3 separate regions of the Mus musculus genome follow, and all the other regions are linked to region 3. The links are chromatin contacts, called in public HiChIP or PLAC-seq and Micro-C maps. All regions are on one chromosome and are shown on one strand. Each heading gives the region's core, a stretch centred on a gene start, on an enhancer-like site or on the middle of the called end of the contact. The rest is flanking DNA. Distances are from core to core; before and after follow the strand shown. Region 1 holds the start of Extl1 (exostosin-like glycosyltransferase 1). Region 2 holds the start of Pdik1l (PDLIM1 interacting kinase 1 like). Region 3 holds the start of Nr0b2 (nuclear receptor subfamily 0, group B, member 2).

Region 1 (4,402 bases), core at 1,432-3,931, 820 kb after region 3:
ATTTCTAAAACCAGAGGCTGTTATTTCCTTGAGAGATTAATCTCCAAAATTAGACCCAGGAGCAGTTTCCAGCTGGGACCAGCTACCAGGTTCGGTGGCTCCCCTGAGGCCTTGGACAGGATTGAACCCAACTCTTGCTTAAAACTCAGAAGCCTTCGGAGACAGACAGTTCTGTGTTCACTCTGGCCGGGTGGCCATGGCTAAGTTCCCTAATATATATCTTCTTTAGAATACAGACTCCTTAGCGACAGCAGTTAGAATTATTTTACTATACATAATAGCTTGTGTGTGTGTGTGTGTGTGTGTGTGTGTGTGTGTATAGGCCAGAGTTTGAGGGTGGGTGTCTTGTTCAGTCCTGTGAGTGGGTGGGGTACCCATGTGCCTTGGACCATGTGTAGAAGTCAGAGGACAATTTCCAGGAATCTCTTCTTTTTCAAACTTGTGGGCTCAGGGGGACGACAGAACCCTCCAGCCCTCAGGCTTGGTGGCAAGTGTCTTTGCCCACTCAGCCACCTCTCTACCTTCAGGGTCTCTCATTGATCTTGAAACTCCTAAGCTGGTTGGCTAGAGCTCTAGATCCTCCTGTCTCTACCTCCTCAACACCGGAAGGTCTCATGGGGTGGGGGTAGCGGAGGGGGAGGGGGCTTGAACTCATGTCTCTATGTTTGTAAGGTAAACACACCTTATGACTATGATCTACTTCCCCCTACCACGTCATTGTTTATGGAAGTGCTATCACCCGAGTGAGCGAATGGTATACAAATGTCTGTTACATAAAACGTTAGAGTAGGAGGGACCAGCATACCAGGCATGGAGGAGGTGGGAGGGGGAGGCAGCCTGCTATGTTTCTAAGATCCCCAAGGGAGAATTCCAAAAATCTGCCTTTCACACCCTCGGAGACTTATCACTCCAGCTTGGTGGAGATCTGCTCTGCTGTCTTAACCCTCTCTCTCCTACTGCGGCTGAGAGTTTGTCGGACAGGATGACAATCTTAACCCTTCACTCCATCCTCTGGATCTGCTCCTGTCCCAGCCGCCTCCCACTCAGGAGTTCCCTCCCACTCAGCGGCTCCCCAAGGGTAGGTTTACTTACTGCTGGGGTCCAGGGTCTTGCTCACAGTGCCTGTCCCAGAGGCAGGCTGAGGCGTGGGTGCTTGTGATACGCCACCTGCCTTTCTCCTCTGCTACCGCCAGTAAGGTGGCCCCAGGTTGGGGACTGTGCTGCTGCAGCTTGCCGGGAGCCCCACCTCGCAATGGGTGAGCTTCGGGGAGATACGGGAGCGCTAAATCGAAGCCCGGTCGGAAGATGTCCGAGGAGGGGCTGGCCTCAGCTACCATCGCCTGTCCCAGCCTGGTGCAAGGGGCTGGGTAGAGACTCAACACCAGATGGTTCCGGCCTCCGTTCCAGTTCGGAGGCAGGGGCCCGCAGGCTCCTCTACGATCCTGGCTGGGGAGAAAAAGGAGAAGGCAAGCGTCTGCTGGGCTGAGTGCAGAGTAGCGGGAGCCTTCCAAGGAATCCAGGATCCTGCGCTGAGCCTCAGAGGTCGGACCAGCCGGGGAGTGCACAAAGATCTTGAGGACCTTTCCCCTACACTTGGAGGTGTCAAAGCAGGCTCCCCAGGTGCAGCTGCTTCCCCGAGAGACCCGAGGGAGCTGTGCGACATCTTCTGGGTTCGTCTCAGACTGGGAGAAACTCTGTAAGAAGGCAGCATCCAGCCAGCGGGGCCAGCCTTGGGAGCGCCCTGGAAGAGGACCGGGCAACACTGCCAGGCGAAGGGGGAAGACTCCTAGGAGGACGAGGAGGAGCCAGAAGGCTGACAACGCCAGCCAGAAGGACTTTCTTCTCCACAGCATGTGGCCACCAACAGCTAGGACTAGAAGGAAGTGAGGAATTTCTGTAGCAAGTGGAGGAGGCGACCCCAGGCAGGAGGGAGCTGGAAATCAGCCTTCTGGTCCAGCGCTCTCACCATTGAAGGCAGGTCCCCTAGCTAAGTTCGACTAACCATTGGCCACCTGTGGGATTGACCCCTCGTGGGAAGTCCAAGGAGGCTCTGGCTTTCTAAATTTGCATTCCCACTCTCCGACTGCTTTCTCTACCTTCACACAACCTTGCCACCCTTTGCCCTCTCATCGGGACCTCTGCCCTGGGCCACTGCTCGGGCTGATGCAACCCTTGTCCAGACCACAAGATCGTGTCCATTTGCGCTCAGGACTGCACCCCTGATCTTACCCTTGACCCAAGGGCAGGCTATCTATGGAGAACTGTCTGGGTTCATGGGGAGTGGGTATCGGGAGGGGGTGGCCAAGGATGATGTAGAAGGAGGCAGGACTGTCCTCTCCCACTCTTCCCTCTGCCCCAAAAGCTCTTGAAAAAAACCCTGGCTACCCCTGTGTTTGGTGGCTGGCCTTCTGTGGCAGAACTATAAATAGACCTTGTGTCCATGTGGGCCACCAGAGCCAGCTGAAGTTGGAGCCGGAGTGCATCCCATGCCCGCCGCCTGGGGAATGAGAAGGTTCGGAGTGTGGTCTTCTTCCCCTCGGCTATGGCCCCTAACCCAGGCAGCTGCTCTGCACCCTCCGGCTAGGAGCTGTCACAGGGCAGAGGGCAAGACCTACGCTCCAAATTCCTGTTCCTGCCCCACAGGTCCAGCCGGCAGCTCCAGGTCCCACTCCAGAAGGTATCAAGTCGGTCCAGCTCTCTTTCGCAGCAGCAGCAGCCTGGCCACACCCCCGCCAGCTCTGATTGGCTCCTGGCTAGGAGGCAGGGTTTCCACTTAACCCCTTGCAACCTCTTTCGCTGGGGTACCGTTTCGTTTCTTTTTCCTTTTTTTTTTTTTTTGAGACGAGGGGGGTGGGGATGTTCCTGTAGCCCCGGTTGGTTTCAAACCCACCTTGCAACCAAGGACTTTGAGTCCCTGATCAATCTGTCTTCACCTCGGAGTGCTCGAATGCCAGCTACCTGCCATCACGCCTGGCTCTGGAAGATTAATAATGGTCAGGAGGGCACCATACCTCACTGGTGGCTGTGGATTGACAGTTTGCTTCTCTCCAAGGTCTTTACCAGTGATCCAAAGTAGATGTTTATCTGCCTTTCCCCCCCCCTTTTATTACGATTATCATTGTCTATTTTTAGAATTGATGTTGTGGTACTGGGAGTAGAACCCAAGGCTTTGTGCACACTAGACAAGTATTCTATCACTGAATTACATCACCAGCTCTTTTGTCTTTTTTACTATTGAGAAAAATGAAGCGCAGAGCAGGGATTGCCTTTCTTAAGGTGACCCAGCTTTGATGTGTCCAGGTGAAGATTTGAACTCAGAGCCTGGCCTGATGGGGCCTCTTCTTGTCCCCTCGGCCACTGAATGGAGCTGGGCAGTGTCTACCTGCATCTTTAAAATGGATTAACATCATTCCCTTGGAGGGTTGCTATTGTAGGTCCTACAAGAGCACTTGGTGGGGTGTCCTTCAACAAGGAAGTATCCTTCCGCTGGCCTCTCCTCCTTGGTGAGCAGCCTGAGGGCAGGGCACAGTGAGGTGCCCAGGAACATCCTCAAAATGGGATCAAGAAGAATCTGGCCTCTTGCAGTAAGAGGTAGGTCGCTCCGTGATAGACAGCTGCTCAGGCAAACCGCAGGCTTTCTCACGCAGGAGACAGGTGTGGGCATGCGCTGTTGCCATCCCACCAGGCTTGGAATTGGCAGAAGGTTCCCTTCCTCTAGGAAGCGGCTGAGACTCCTGAGTCAGAGCCAGGACCCTCCTTCAGGGGCTCAAGCTTGCTCTGGCCACATCCATGTTCAATCATCTAAGAGATCCTTCGCATCCTAACTTGGACCAGGTTCCCAGGGAGGCACTGGAAGTGCCATGCTGAATAAGAGTAATAGTGTAGGTGACTATGTCCTGAGCACGCTGGAAATGACTATAAAGGAGATATTACTATCATTCCCATTTTACAGAAGAGAAAGTTGAGGCTCAGGGAACTTGAGTAACTTTGCCTGTATTCCCATGGCTTAGCCAGGTCCTAAGCCATCTATCTATACATCTTCTCTTTTATTCTGAGGCAGTGTTTCTCTATGTAGCCAAGAACACACTATATAAACCAGGCTAGCCTTGATCTTGCGTGTCTCTGTGTCCCCTGTGCTAGGATTAAAGGTATATGTTACCATACCTGGCCATTCATTTTAAAAACATATTTATTTTTATTTGGTGTGTATGAGTGTTTGCCTCTGTGTGTGTGTGTGTGTGTGTGTGTGTGTGTGTGTGTGTGTGTGTGTGTGTGCCTGTGCATGCCTGTCTACAGTATTACAGTATGCATGCCCTGTGCCTAGGGGGGCCAGAAGAGGGCATCAGATTCACTGGAACTGAAGTTAGAGATAATTGCGAGCTGCCATGTGGGTTCTAGGAAC
Region 2 (4,236 bases), core at 1,265-3,764, 730 kb after region 3:
ATTTTTAAAGTTTTTGTTTTTGAGACAGGGTCTTGCTAAGTTTCCCTGGCTTGGAGCTTGATGTATGAATTATGCTGGCTTTAGAAGCCATGGTTACAGTACCATCATCCCTGACTCTTATGTATAAGTGCAGGCATGCCCATGCCATGGCACACCCATTAGGAGAGAACCTTGGCTCTCCTGTCACTGCTACAGCATATGCCAGGGTAGTGGCCTGTGAACTTTGGACACTCTGTCTCTGCCACCCATCTCCCCACAGGAAGGCACATCTACCTTCACATGGGTTCTAGGGATCCAAATTCAGTCCCCCAGACTTACTCAGCAAATGTTCTACCCATTGAACTCTCTCCAGGCTCCACCCACCCACTCCTTTTTTGAACAAGATCTCACTATGAAACCCTGGCAGGCCTCCAACTCAGAGATAAGCCTGTCTCTGCTTCCCCAGTGTGGGATTAAAGGTTCATGTCACCATGCCTTGCTTCCGGTCTTGTTTCTTTTAAAAGACAGGTTCTTGTGATTATGTGGCTCAAGACGGCTTTCACATCTTTTAAGATTTTATTGTATATTTTACATATCTGTGTGTAGCTTTGTGTAAGTCAGAGGGCAGTATGTGGGAGTCAGTTCTCTCCTTCTACCATGTGGTTCCAGAAACTGAGCTCATGTTATATGGCTTGGCAGAACATAACTTTACCCACTGAGCCACCTCAATAGCCTTGGCTACCTTGGTCTTTGGAATGGTGGTATTACAAGTGTGTTAAGTAGCCAAACCTGGCTACTTTTATATTAAGTTCATTTAATCCTTAACTGCTTGAAAATGCCATTGTTAAAAATATATATATACCCGAAATTTGAAATTTCATCAAGAGGTGGTGGCTCACACCTTTAATCTCAGCGTGTAGGAGGCAGAGGAAGGCGGATCTCTGAGTTCAAGGCCAGCCTGATCTACAGAGGGAGTTCTAGGATACCCAGGGCTACAGAGAGACCCTGTCTTGAGAAGAAAACACACAAACAAAAGCAGTGAAACATAAAAATCCCTCACACTTAGAAATGCAAACCCCTGACTTTGGTTTATGGACCAAAAGTGGTCAAGATCACTTACTTATGTTTTGTTTGCAACAGTGTCTCAGGTAGCTCAGGCTACCCCTGAATTTACTATATAGCAGGGAATGACCCTAATCTCCTGCTTCCACCTTCCAAAAACTAGGGTTATAGACCTGCACCAGCATGCTTAGTTATTTGTTTCTTACAAAATGGGCACAAATAAAGTTTTTGCAGAGCTGTTCCCTCAAAATGAAGTAAGTCAACTACCTTTTTATCGTTGTTTAGCATAGTTATTTAATTCTAGGTCTTTTCTGGCCAAAGGGGGAGCATCCTATACATCACAGGGAATCCTCTGACAAAGTCCTTTGGCGCTGTACCTTGAGAAATCATTTAAAGGCAAGCTGGAGCACAGGCCCCACAGAGAAATGTTCTTTTGAGTGGAGAGTCTGCAGTACGCTCCCTCACTCACTGTCACTGTCTTCGCCGGCCAGGAAGAGTAAGATTGTATTTACATTGCACAACCAGGTAAACAAAGTGACTGCCCCGGGAACCGGAGACTCCCGGAACGACTACTTTAAGTTCATTGGCCAGATTTAAAAGAAAATGACTGTTCCTGAGGTTTGCCCTGAGTTACTTCCTTGTATTGGTCGCCTACCCTTCAATTTCTTCCTGGATTCCCCAATGTCAGGTTTCCTGTCACCGGGCGGGCCATTCTGTCCTGCTCTGTGCTGATTCCCGGTTACTAGGCACTTCCAAGTGACTCTTTTCTCTGCAGCGGTCCCCTGTCCTCTCCCACTTGCCAGAGGTCCCCCCCCCCAAGGAAGAACGCCTTCCTTGCATAAGAAAGGACGGTGTCTATCAAATCCTTGGGGTCCTGGCTGGAGAGACGCCCTGCTGAAGCATCCTTCGAGAACCCGAGCGCCTTACGATGGCACGTCCCGGACCCTCCTGCCTGCCTGCCTGCCATTCTCCCTCCGGGGCTGGGCACCGGCGGCTTGGACATGCACCTGCTGGTGCCGGGGACGGGGACAAGTAAGGCCAGCGGTGCTCGCTCTGTCGCCGAGGCGCGCTCACTGGCCAAGCAGCAAGCTCACTCCGGGCGGCCGTCCCTGGAAACCCCGAGGGACCCTCCCGTGGCCCCTGAGCGGGCCTCGCAGTCGCTTCAACTCCTGGCGGCTGCAGCCTAGGGGACCGGACTCCGGGAGTGGCCCGGGCGGGAACGGAGGCCGCAGTCCCCGGCCGGTGGCCGGCGCAGCACCGGGCCTTCCCGGGGATGACTCCACTGAGAGGTCCGTGACAGGCCTGCTGGGGACAGAGACACATGCAGGGAGACCGGTTCTGACTGCGGGGCATCCGTGGCACGGCGAAGGGCCAGGTTTACCTCAGGGCAGCCGCCGCCGCTTCTCCCTCTCATGAGCTCTGCAGGCCGCCATTATCGCGCAGCTCGCGCCCTCGGCCGCGGCGGCCTCCAGTCAGAAGCCGGCGCGCGCCCCCGTGGTGCGCGGACACACCCCCTCACGCCGGGCCCCGCCCCCTCCGGCTTGCCGTAGCGCGCGTGCGCAAGCCGAGCGCCGCCTGCTGCCGGGCGAGCGCCCGCCTCTCCTCCGCGGGCTCTGGCCATTGCGCTCCGTCGCTGCCCTGGCGCGGCGCACAGCCGAGCGTTTCCAGCGGTGTGCGCGCTGCAGAGCGGACCAATGCTGCCCTGCAGGGGTGGCGGCAGGGGACGGTCGCCCTCAGCCGCAGCGGGGGGCGCGTCCCGGGACCCCAGAGAAGCTGCGGCCGCTGGCCCGAGCCGGCGGTGCTCGTGCCCCGTGGCGGGCTACGCTGCCCGCCCTCTTCAGACCTACCGAGCGGCGGGCTGGAGCGCGCGGTTCGCTGGGGCCGGATGCCCGGTGCATCTTCCTCGCTGGTGGCGGGACTGGGCGGCGGGTCCGTGGGGAGGCGCGGCCAGTGCTGGGAGGCTGGCTGCACCTACGTTCCGAGGCACCGAGCTGTGTTTGCGGGTGGCACAATGGCCCAGGCAGCGACGCGGGCCTGGGTGCGATCATCTGGGAGGATGCTGTCCCCTGCCCCACCGGCGCGGTGGTATCTCCCTTAAAGAAGCCGGAACCTCATTGTTCCCGGCCTTGAGGATCGGGGCGTCCTGCTGGGTGAGAGAGAGGGTGTGGCCTACCTGGCTGCGGCGCGCAGCCTAGCTGGCCTGAACCGGAGTTGGGACCCATTTTAGGCGGGTGTACGGACACAAAACAGGTCTCCTAGGACTGCAGTCCCCCGGAGTTCTTCAAATACGTGCACAAAACCTTTCAAATGCCCCCAGCAGTTGTCAGTCATAACCCTGAGTTGCCCTGAGATCGGGGTGACAGTCACTTGGAAACCAGGACCAACTGGCCGGCCCGTCGTTAGTTACACAGATTGAGTAAGCATCTGCCAGAAACGCCCATTCTTTTCTTTATTATTCTGTACCTACTGCTTGTTAGTAAGGTTGATCCTGCCTTCATTGCCCCCTAAGCATCTCAGTGCCTCCAGGATCATCCTTTGTCATCTGCTTATGAAACTAATATTTGGGGTCTGGGCAACTTTCTATATAATCTGAACCATATTCCAAAAGTAAAGACCTTACTACTGACCCTGCTGCTTTCATAGGCGAGGAAACCAACACCTGCCACATTGACCAAAAGTTGTCTTCCTAGAACACCCACTCGCACCCTAGTGTAACGTCCTCCAGCCCCTCCTAATAAAAGCCCAGCAATCTATTCAGAGTTTGTCCTGAGGGCCATCCTCCTATTGGTGCTCACGTTTTCTGGGAATACTGAGTCAGTCAAGACTTGCTTCCTGCCCTGGAAAGTAGGGGGAAATAGGAAAGCTCAGTAGACGCCGGCTACCAGTGTTAAACAGGATGGACTAGGAAGAGATCTCTTCATGAGAGTAGTCTTTTTGTTTATTGTGGTCATAAAATGTCACGGGATCGTCAAGGGACGTACCTGTTCTAGCTGCTTTCCTGTTGCTGTGATTAAAAAGAAAAATTGCTGACCAAAAATACCTTAGGGGAGGAAAAGGTTTGTTTGACTTAAACCTTCAGGGTTAGGGTCACTGGGAATTCATCCATCACTGAGGGAAGTCAGGGAGGGAACTAGGGAAGGAACTGTGGGGGGTGGGGGAGGCTCCTTACTGGCTTGCTCCAGGGTCATGGCTCAA
Region 3 (3,843 bases), core at 517-3,016:
GGAAGAGCAAAAAGCATCATCCTTCCTGTGCCAGTTCTCAGGACAAGGTGCAAGCAGCCCACTGAGCCCCATCAGTCCGTGAGCTCTGTTTGTTCTCTCACCGTGACTGCTCCTTTCCATCAGGGACCGTCTGCTCTCTTCCAGCAGAGGCCTGGGCTGAGGGTATATGCTATAGTGAAAGCAGTGTGCCTGCTTGTCATTGGGGATGAAGACAGTCAGGTGCCAGTCTCATAGTCTCTGCAGGGCTTTGCTCTATCCTCACATCAGCACCACAGGAAGACCTTACAGTCTCAGCTGAGACTCAGCTGGGTGGTGGGGATTGGCACAAGCCTTTAACTCAAGTACTAGGGAGGCAGAAGCAGGCATTTGAAGCCAACCTGATCTACAGAGCAATTTCTTAGGACAGCCAGAGCTACCCAGAGAAACCCTGGCTGGAAAAAAAAATTTTTAAAAAAGGGAGAGAGATAAAGGCTCCCTGACCACTGGAGACAAGCTGACAGTCACACACTAGAACTGGGAAGCATGGAGCCTAAACCAGGTGCCAGGGCAGAGGATGCCAGACCTCTTTATCCACAGCACCAGGTTGCCCAAGACTGTGGCAACAGGGAGCCTGCTAGGCAAGGCTAGCCAAGGTCAGGAACCAGACACAACTGAGGCCCTCCCATGTCCTTTGTCCCTTACCTCTGACCACTAGAGACAAATGTCCAGGACAGAGGAGCCATGTGCTAGCAGAGATGTGGTTCTACCCATACTGTAGGTGGGCCATACTTGCAGACCAGGTTGGGGGGGGGGCGGGGTGCCTGTTAGCCACCAGTTCTGAGAAACTCACACTTTGGCTGCAGAATTGATCCAAGGGGACAAACAAAGATTACTTTGAGGTCCGACACACCTGTGCTCCATCCCTTCCCGTTGGAGTGACTTTGAGTAGGTCACTTCACTTCTTGGAGTGTCACAGAGTAAGAATGTAGTCTCATTGGAAAGTCTTCAGGGTTACAATGGAAAGGGACCCACAACAAAGCAGGGTCCTTAGTAAATGTCGACCATGTATTCCCACGGTTTTGCAAGGGCAGACCCAGCCTCTCTGACGCTATAGGAATGCTGACTTGGGGGAAGGGGCTCTGAATGATCTTCCTCCCACAGAGGCCCCTGGATTGGAGTCCCAGAAGGGCGGCCTCCGAGACTGTACAGTGAGCAAAGTCCCCCAGGGACCTGGCTCCCTTCCCTGTGGCCCGTTCCTTACCAACAACAGTAGAGAGCCCCAAGGTTAGGCAAACACAGCAGCGATAAGCCACTTCCAGGCTGGGTCATGTATTCAAGGCTTTAGCCAGCTTCCTGGCTGGCTCCTTGGCTCAGTGAGAACCCTGGTCTTATGTGCATGGAAATGGGCATCAATAGAAACAGCAGTCCCAGGCACTGGCTGGTTGAGCGCCTGAGACCTTGGTGCCCTGGTACAGCCTGGGTTAATGACCCTGTTTATGCACTTGAGTCATCCGATAAAGGGCATCCAGGCAGTGGGCAGGTGGCCCTGTGCCCTGCAATGGCCACTTCATTGACTAAAGTGATAGCAAGGCCACGTGGAGCTTCCAGTGCCCCTCCCCCACCACTTCCCCATCAGTCCTGCCAGGGTCAGCGTGTATGCATTGTGTGTGTGTATGGTTTTTTTTTTTTTTTTCCTTTCAATGAACATGACTTCTGGAGTCAAGGTTGTTTGGCCAGTCCCCTTCCCGCCCATCAAGGATATAAATAGCACTCACAGTAGAGAGAGAGAGAGAGAGGGCCAGATAGCTGGGAAGAAACAGGAACAAGATACTAACCATGAGCTCCGGCCAGTCAGGGGTCTGCCCATGCCAGGGCTCTGCAGGTCGTCCGACTATTCTGTATGCACTTCTGAGCCCCAGCCCCAGGACCAGGCCCGTTGCACCTGCATCTCACAGCCACTGCCTGTGCCAGCAGCAGCGGCCTGTGCGTCTGTGTGCTCCGCACCGCACCTGCAGGGAGGCCTTGGATGTCCTAGCCAAGACAGTAGCCTTCCTCAGGAACCTGCCGTCCTTCTGCCACCTGCCCCATGAGGATCAGCGGCGGCTGCTAGAGTGCTGCTGGGGCCCTCTCTTCCTGCTGGGGTTGGCCCAGGATGCTGTGACCTTCGAGGTGGCTGAGGCTCCGGTGCCCAGTATACTTAAGAAGATCCTGCTAGAGGAAGCCAGCAGCGGTACCCAGGGTGCCCAGCCATCAGACCGGCCACAACCCTCACTGGCTGCAGTTCAGTGGCTGCAGCGCTGCCTGGAGTCTTTCTGGAGCCTTGAGCTGGGTCCCAAGGAGTATGCGTACCTGAAGGGCACGATCCTCTTCAACCCAGGTGAGCTTCCAGACACTCCTGGATGGTGGTCAAGGTGGGAGGGGATGGGGCCCATCCAAGGAAAGTGCTTTCTTGGGGCTTGACACCCATTGTATCATTGGGTCCTTGTGAGCCTCAAATAGATGGCTCATAGGAGAGGCACAAAGAGGTTAAGCAACTATCCGAAGGCCACATAGCAAGGCAGAGGCAGAGGAGGGCTGGGAAGGCAGAAGGCAGGCCAAGCTAGTGCAGAGACTGCTCTTTGCCACCGTGCCTGAGAAATGTGGCTTGAATCTTAGGGAGAGTGGGTGGGTAGAGAGGGTGCCAGAGGGGGTGGCAGCAGACACAGCTGCATGATAGCCATATCTTCAGGGTCAGGCTACATAGTGAGGCTCTAAAGGGTTCAGAGAGGCCACTCAGAAGGAGAAAGAGGGTTTGGGAGTGGGGCACTCCTTGTGAAGTCAAGCCAGGAGAAGAGAGGTGGAGTGATGGGGAGAACTGAGAGAGAGTCTCACCATGTCGCTCTGGGTAGCCTAGAACTCACTATATAGACCAAGTTGGCCTGGGATGGGAGAATAGTCCTCATAGCTTTGAGGAAGACAAGAGACAGGCCTTGATAGTTAAAACATGTCACATAGCAGTAGCAGTCCCATAGCCCCGTTGCATTCACCATATGGTAGGACTCACTCAAAGGGCTTTTTAAAATATCAGTTTGGTTAAACCTCATAACAAGTGTGGGTAACAGGCGCTGTCATTAGCCCCACTGGACAGATGAAGAAACGGAAGCACAAAGATTAAAGTACTCATTTAACAAAGGTCACTCAGAAAGATTAAACTGCATATCCAAGGTCACTCAGCTAATAAGGGGCAGCCCCGACGTTCAAACCCAGGCAGCTTGGTGCTGGTTTTGTTTGTTGGTTGCTTGGTTGTTTTTTGTTTTGTTTTGTCTGAGTTTTTGCTTTGTTTTATTTTAGTTTGGCTTGGTTTTTGGTTTTAAGATTTATTTAGCCAAGTGATGATAACACATACCTTTAATTCCAGCATTGGTAGGCAGAGGCACTCAGATCTCTGAGTTCAAGGCCAGCCAGAGAACTAGTTCCAGGACAGACAGGGCTACACAGAGAAACTCTGTCTCAAAAAAAAGAAAGAAAAGAAAAGAAAAGAAGAAAGAAAGAAAGAAAGAAAGAAAGAAAGAAAGAAAGAAAGAAAGAAAGAAAGAAAGAAAGAAAGAAAGAAAGAAAGAAAGGGAAAGGAAAGGAAGGAAAGAAAAGAAAAGAAAAGAAAAGAAAAGAAAAGAAAAGAAAAGAAAAGAAAAGAAAAAGAAGAGGAAAAATAGGGCTGAAGAGATGACTCAGCGGTTAAGAGCATTAATTGCTCTTCCAGAGGTCCTGAGTTCAATTCCCAGCAACCACATGGTGGCTCACAATCATCTGTAATGGGACCTGATGCCCTCTTCTGGGATGTCTGAAGACAGCTACAGTGTACTTACATATAATGAATAAATAAAT

Evidence for each region. Hi-C and Micro-C count contacts between places; a contact is called where the count stands out from the background. HiChIP or PLAC-seq counts read pairs in DNA pulled down with a chosen protein or histone mark.
Region 1: a contact with region 3 is called in a Micro-C map of embryonic stem cells, with 3 times the contacts expected there. The contact joins the promoter of Extl1 here to the promoter of Nr0b2 in region 3. A contact is called at or near these places in 2 of 39 promoter capture datasets (hematopoietic stem and progenitor cells and liver) and 1 of 484 Hi-C or Micro-C datasets (embryonic stem cells).
Region 2: an H3K4me3 HiChIP or PLAC-seq map of bone marrow-derived macrophages shows a contact between it and region 3, with 2.8 times the contacts expected there. The contact joins the promoter of Pdik1l here to the promoter of Nr0b2 in region 3. A contact is called at or near these places in 3 of 39 promoter capture datasets (the C10 cell line, hippocampal neurons and pre-B cells), 1 of 484 Hi-C or Micro-C datasets (B cells) and 3 of 115 datasets of contacts at active chromatin or transcription factors (bone marrow-derived macrophages, large pre-B cells and pro-B cells).

What each region holds. Positions count from the first base shown.
Region 1 is chr4:134,369,866-134,374,267 of GRCm38.p6, forward strand. Extl1 (exostosin-like glycosyltransferase 1) reads right to left here and starts at 2,682. Exons shown (of 11, transcript NM_019578.2): 1 at 1,093-2,682. The coding sequence starts at 1,853.
Region 2 is chr4:134,284,739-134,288,974 of GRCm38.p6, forward strand. It overlaps Pdik1l (PDLIM1 interacting kinase 1 like), which reads right to left and starts at 2,515. Exons shown (of 3, transcript NM_001163794.1): 1 at 2,423-2,515.
Region 3 is chr4:133,551,610-133,555,452 of GRCm38.p6, forward strand. It overlaps Nr0b2 (nuclear receptor subfamily 0, group B, member 2), which reads left to right and starts at 1,767. Exons shown (of 2, transcript NM_011850.3): 1 at 1,767-2,356. The coding sequence starts at 1,816.